2 separate regions of the Sus scrofa genome follow, and region 1 is linked to region 2. Evidence: chromatin contacts called from public HiChIP or PLAC-seq data. All regions are on one chromosome and are shown on one strand. The core of a region is the stretch at or near the end of the contact, and the rest is flanking DNA. Distances in the headings are between cores, read along the strand shown. Region 1 overlaps AHCYL2 (adenosylhomocysteinase 3). Region 2 overlaps STRIP2 (striatin-interacting protein 2).

The links. HiChIP or PLAC-seq counts read pairs in DNA pulled down with a chosen protein or histone mark.
Region 1: a contact with region 2 is called in an H3K27ac HiChIP or PLAC-seq map of skeletal muscle. The contact joins two enhancer-like sites. A contact is called at or near these places in 5 of 47 Hi-C or Micro-C datasets (embryonic fibroblasts, fetal heart ventricle, fetal skeletal muscle and 2 more) and 1 of 2 datasets of contacts at active chromatin or transcription factors (skeletal muscle).

The regions. Positions count from the first base shown.
Region 1 is chr18:19,373,774-19,376,920 of Sscrofa11.1, forward strand. The region is part of intron 1 of AHCYL2 (adenosylhomocysteinase 3); the gene reads right to left. Among named protein-coding and RNA genes, the nearest start is that of AHCYL2, 66 kb to the right of the region's middle. Within about 2 kb of position 1,793, at least 11 of the 83 cell types and tissues checked have an H3K27ac peak or open chromatin away from gene starts, as enhancers often do. A contact at or near this core is called in fetal skeletal muscle and skeletal muscle, where this site is marked.
Region 2 is chr18:19,223,204-19,226,746 of Sscrofa11.1, forward strand. It overlaps STRIP2 (striatin-interacting protein 2), which reads right to left. Exons shown (of 21, transcript XM_003134694.6): 17 at 1,229-1,329. Among named protein-coding and RNA genes, the nearest start is that of SMKR1, 25 kb to the left of the region's middle. Within about 2 kb of position 1,763, at least 2 of the 83 cell types and tissues checked have an H3K27ac peak or open chromatin away from gene starts, as enhancers often do. A contact at or near this core is called in fetal skeletal muscle and skeletal muscle, where this site is marked.

The DNA of each region.
Region 1 (3,147 bases), core at 543-3,042, 150 kb after region 2:
TGCCACAGCAGTGACAGTGCTGGGTCCTAAACCTACTGTACCACCAGGGGACGCCATGGCAACTTGTGCTTAGGGCCTCCACATCCACCTGGCTGAGATCTTGTACTGTGGTCTGAAGTTCTCCCCACTTGACCTGTCTTCCTTCCCAGGCTTCCTTCCCAGCTGTTAGTCCTCTATCACATTCTGAAAGCTCTCCTGCCTATTCCTGGCTCCCTTTCCTCTATAGTTTACAGGTGCTTCCTTCCTTCCTCCAATAAATCTTATGCCTCTTGTGTCAAGCCTGACTTGACATCTGCCTCTTGGAAGATCCACACTGACACACGGAACATAATTTAACTGAGGAAAGAATCAGCTGTTTAAATTGGTCCTGACTCCACATTCTTCACAGCCAACATTGTTTCAAGCTGCAATATGGTTGGCTTCTCTGTGTTTTTGTTTGTTTGTTTGTTTTTTGTCTTTTTAGGGCCGCATCCGTGGCACATGGAGGTTCCCCACCGACGAGTGGAATTGGAGGTGCAGCTGCCGGCCTATACCAGAGCCACAGCAAAGCAGGATCCGAGCTGCTCTACACCACAGCTCATGACAATGCTGGATTCTTAACTCACTGAGCAAGACCAGGGATTGAACCCGAGTCCTCATGGATACCAGTCAGGTTTGTTAACTGCTGAGCCACGACGGGAACTCCTCCTATGTGGTTGGCTTTTATTGATAAGCAGTTAGAAGTCATGGCGCCAGACATGAGGAAAGAGACACAAGTTTTTAAAATCTTAGTACACTGTGAGCTCTTTTAGTTATTTCACTTGAACGCTCAAATACGTTTGCCTCAGGAAACAAAATCTCTCTAAGTGAATCACCATGTTTTTCCTTGTCCTATCTGAACTGAGAAATAACGTAGAGATCTGGGCAGCACTGAAGGCAACGGCACCATTCTCTGGCATTTAAAATGTCCCGAACAACAAGTGAGTACCAGCCCAAGGCTTCTTCATCCCCATCCCCAAGGACAATCTCAAATCTCAACCCGAGGATGGATGTTATGCCATCTTGTAACAGACAACATTCATTTCAATAGGATTCCCTCTGTGTTGTTTTTTTGTTTGTTTGTTTTTGTTTTTTTAAGTTTACATTTGGCTTACTGCTCCATCGTTCTCTTCCAAAGGGATGGTCTTAGGAAATCTGCCAAAGTTTCTAAATGACTGAAACAGATTAAGAAGCATGAAGCCTATAATGATCAGTGGTTTTATTTTAGAACCTCAAGAATCAAGCTGCCTTGTTGTGCATAGTGTGCAACCTGCTGGGTGTGGCTAACACAAGCTAAACCAATTCTCCATAACCTGCCCTCTAGGACAACAATTCTCTTTATTCATAAGACCAAAATATTCCACAGCAGTTTTTCAAGGGAAAGAGCTTCTCAAGTCTTACCTTTTGGCCTTACAGCTTCATACTATAAAAAGTTCTGAGGGATGAAGGTAACACCATTACCCAAAAACTACATCAGGACATTCCTTTTAGAGAACTATAAATTTGCCTGCCCTCAGTTTCACCTTCTTACCAAGTCTCCTAGTCCAGGCTAAATAATTCCTCTCTTGCTCCAATGTTAATAAACCTTCAGATATTTGGGAGTGTCTCTCTCTCCTGGATCTCATAGTTGGCAGATTTCAGTCAACCTTGCACGCTTAACATCTTTAAATGATCTTCATAAATTCATCTATTTATCCCTTTCAGCACTACAGTTGTTCTCAGAACTCACCACCTTCTGTTTCTATCATGCTGACACTGTGCTAAATGTAATACTCCCAGTGGGCTCTTGCCAACTCCCTCTGCTGTGGCACAATTCTTCTTTGTTCGCTGCTTAGAATAGCACTAGCTTTCCTTTGACTGCCAGATCACATTTCAAGCCCAAACCAAGTTACTGCCATTACTGTCAAGTCTCTCTTGCCCTATGGGGTTTCTTTCATTCTTTCTTTTTTTTTTTCAATCCCCTGTCAGATCTCTTGTATCTCCTCTTCAGCCTCTGAAACAAGAGTAGACTTGTGCCCTAATGCTAATTTCCCAGACAAATGAATATTGTTCATATACCAGCTGGATTAGTACCAGAAATTGCTTACTGATAATTTTCATAACTAAGTTATTCCCCCTCTGTTGGAGCCCTACTTCAGATTTTTCGTTAAATCTTCACTCAAACCTATATCTTCTAGTAACTATTTTAAGTTAAAACAAAATAGGTTTATATGTTCCATAGTTCATTTAATTCAACAAATTATTACTAAGCACCCACTAGATGCAAGTGTTGTGAATAATGATGAATATATCATTTTGCCTTCAAACAGTTCATAATCTTGTTTGAAAGAAAGACATGTAAATATATGTCATATTTACAGTATACATGACAGTGTAATAACACAATAGTGGAAGATTACATAAACTACAAAGGTCAGGAAAGGTGGTAACTTTAAGAATGAATAGGAACCCATTAGACCCAGAACAAGGAGAGGACATTCCAGTCTGAGAGAAATTCCAAAACAAAGGCAAAGAATGTTGAAAAGTGTGGGATGTTTGGAAAACAAGTAGCGTGGTTTACTACAGTGTAAAGGGCAGGCAAGGGGAAAATGGGAGGAGGGAATGAGAAGAGAACCATAGAGTTCCCACCATGGCTCAGTGGTTAACAAATCTGACTAGCATCCATGGCCTTGCTTAGTGGGTTAAGGATCCTTCATTGCTATAGCTGTGGCCATCAGCTACAGCTCCGATTCGATCCCTAGCCTGGGAACCTCTATGTGCCCTGAGTGTGGCCCTAAAAAGCAAAAAAAAAAGAAAAAGAAAAAAAAGAAAAGAAACCAAAGTAGTAGACCCTGAAGTGCCTTGAAGCTCAAGGCAAGGAGTTTAGACTTAACCATGTGAGCAATGAGCAGAGGTTAAAGAAATATAACAAAGGAAGCTACGGAATTCCCGTGGTGGCGCAGTGGTTAACGAATCTGACTAGGAACCATGAGGTTGCAGGTTTGATCCCTGGCCTTGCTCAGGGGTTAAGGATCCGGCGTTGCCGTGAGCTGTGGTATAGGTCACAGACTCGGCTCGGATCCCGAGTTGCTGTGGCTCTGGCGTAGGCTGGTGGCTATAGCTCCAATTAGACTCCTAGCCTGGGAACCT
Region 2 (3,543 bases), core at 513-3,012:
CATCTAGCAAGTAGCAGATCTAGGACTTGTGACTTCAGATTCTGTGTGTTTTAAACTACATACAAGTAGGCTGCCTCTCCAGGATGGGGTTTCAGGCAGTGCTGACAGACTGGTGTGGCAACATCTCCTAGCCCCTCTGCAGTCACCTCCAGTATCAGGTCAGCCTTCTTCTATTTTAGGAACTTTGCCTCCGATAAAGCACTTCTGGTCAACTCTACTGATTAACATGCTTCTAGTTCTTAAGGAAGTAGCAAACCGAGGACGAAGCATCTACTCTTAACCTCCCAAGTCCCCACTTGGCTGGAGCAATCCACAGCAATTGTGATCAGAAAGCAATTTTTGGAGTGCCCTTCGTGGCTCAGCAGTTACCGAACCTGACTAGCATCCATGGGGATGCAGGTTCGAGTCGTGGCCTTGCTCTGTGGGTTAAGGATCTGGTGTTGCCGTGCTGTGGTGTAGATCACAGACAGAGCTCAGATCCCAAGTTGCTGTGGCTGTGGTGCAGGCTGGTGGGTACAGCTCCAGTTTGACCTCTGTAGGCTGGGAACCTCCATTTGCCACAGGTGTGGCCCTGAAATAGCCAAAAAAAACACAAAAAACAAAAACAAAAAAACAATTTGTGTTTTGACCCAGAACTCTGCTGCTTACTTTAGGGATCTCACCAGCATGTTATCCTAAAGTCAGTCAATTAACCTCCCTGAATTTTCCTAATTAGTGAAATGGGAATAAAACTTTTGATACCTCTTAGCACTGAGGAGATTAAATGAAATAATGGATGTGAAAATACTGTATTTTTTTAAACTAGAAATTGATCTATCTATAGTCTATTATCTACCTTTGGTTACAAATTCTGTATAACACTTTAAAAAGAAGTATAATTGACCCAACTTATGATTTATACTAGAAATCACGGTTGGCCGGACAGGTAGCCTCCTTCATAAAAAACAGTTTTCTGGATCCTTCTGCCACAGGGCTGAAATTCATTGCTGCAGTTTCATTTCTTTGAGTTGTGGCATTTTAGGATTTCAGAACTATTAAAATACAAATGTCTTTGTGAAGAGGCCAAACCATACACCCCACCAGCTAATACTTCAAGGAAGTTAAATTTGACAGTGACAGCTTTAAGTTCTCCCGGGACACCAGGAGAACTGAAAGGTGGCTCAGACGCAATGTAATTTCTCAACCATCCCAAATAGCCTTTTGAAATAAACCTGTCCAGAGTCCTTACCTGTTTTTGGCAGTGATGTAGGACAAGATATTTTGATTGAAGAATTTCAGGATCAATGGAATGCAGTTAGCAAATACCAAATGTTGTGATACATATTCAAACTGAATTAAAAGATCAAAGCAGAAAGGATGCTTATTTGGGGGAGAATAGAGGGTCTGTATGAAAAAAAAAAAAGATGCAAGTACAATTCTATTATCCATTCCTGAGAATATTCACTGTCATCTTGTGTTATCAGCCTTCCTGCCTGGGAAATGGGGAGAACCGTCTTCAGCCAGCTCATCCTACACAGAAAGGGACGTGTGTACATCCTACAGTGTGTACATTGCAAGGGCCTGACCTAAAGCATAAAACATAAACAAGCCAGAAAGAAAATCCCACTCCAGATAAATAAGAAGAATTACTGTGAGATTTGTTCCTAAGCTCTACAGGAAAGGAAGGCTCCCCGAGGGAGTTGTCTTCCATACCAAAGCTCTGGCTCATAGTGTTTCAACAGTGATTGATAAAGAAGGAACAGGTGCAGCCTAGTCCTGGCAACCTAGTCCTGGCAACTGCTAGCATCACTCACTCAGGATGGATACATCACACAGTAACCAAATGAACCACTGGTATGCAGGTTCCAGCAAAAGTCTAGTTCACTGTATTAGCTCCATACTTAAGACTATCAGTATTTGAATGAATCAATCAACAAGAGTCCTTCAGTCAACAGATACTGCACTGAGAATAAGGCCAAGATCTCTTTGATGGGCTAAACAGCAGAACATAGGGCTCCATTTTGCTCTCTTGAATCTGGATCAGGTTTGCACCCAGGAAGACCTGCTGGGGCAGTGTCAGGGAGTTGTGTCACCATGATTTACCCATGATACACTGAGGAGCATCAGGTAACAGTTTGTCTTCAGATCCAGAACCTAGACTCCTGGGACAGTACAGAAACTGGACTGAAAAAGCAGAAAGTTACAGTGGTGTAAATTTAAATCCCTTAGCTCTTCCTGATCATTAAGAAATAGGCATGGTAGCAAGCTAAACTGCCCCCTGCCTAGATGTGTGGTTAGAGGTGGGGAGTCATTTTATCTTGCCCATTTCTCTCTTCTGCTCAAATATTTTCCCTGGCAAGTGGTCCAGGGTATTTTCCAAAGCCTCAGATGGAGGAGCCAATACATACCTACTAACAAGTGATGGGAAACATTTTTCAGTTTGAGACATGTCTGTAGCCTTGTCAGGAGTCACTGACACATACTGGCAAGGCCCATCAAGCCATCCATCTGTCCATCTGGTCATCCACACACTGCCCACCAAGAGAAGCAGACAGAAATCCATATCCACAGTTCCCTGTTCTTTCTACTAGGAAATCTATCTCCTCCATCCCTATTCTTTCCAGCCCTGATGCTGCTCAGCGAACACTGGCAGGAGAATTGTGAGTATTCAGGGTTCCCTAACGCACCCAAAGATGTCTCTGAACATACTGAAGTGGAGAAATGCCCTGGTCGTACAGTCAAACCCTCCATGGACGCAGACCCTGCAGGGCCTTCCCTGCACTCTGAGGACCTGCTCTTCTACCAACAAGCCTGGTCCTGACTTCTTGGGAGGAAAATGGGGCAAAGCCTCTGTGCAGGAATGAGAAGCCTCCTTCTCCTCTCCACGTCTCACCACAGAGAACATCCATTCACTGCCCCCATGTTCTCCCATATCTTGGCAACACCCATAGCACCAAGTCCAAACTCAGCATGGCAAACAATGCCTTCATGGGGAAGCAGGTTCTTAACTTTTTTAGCCTTAGTGGATCAAATAAGACCCACCTCATAGGGAGTGGAGAATTACTTGAGATCCTCATGAACTTAACAGAGGGCTGAGCACATTGTAAGTGTGCAATAATTATGTGCTAGCACATGTTCTTTTTTGTTGTTTTTTTTTTGTTTGTTTTTGTTTTTGTCTTTCAGGGCCACACTTGTGGCATATGGAGGTTCCCAGGCTAGGGGTCTAATCAGAGCTACAGCTGCCATCCTACACCACAGCCACAGCAATGTGGGATCCGAGCTGCATCTGCGACCTACACCACAGCTCACAGCAACACAGGATCCTTAACCCACAGAGAGAGGCCAGGGATCTAACCCATGTCCTCATGGATGCCAGTCAGGTTCAACAACCGCCAAGCCATGACAGGAGCTCCCTAGCACATGTATTATGCTCTGCTCCCTGCTGTCTTCTCCAGCTTCGGGAATCACCAGACCTCCCTATCTCTCTCCAGCCCAGGCAGAACTCCAGCAACATTTAATCAGTTTCTAAAGGGAGTTTACTCTCTCCCTTCTGGACTTTCACAA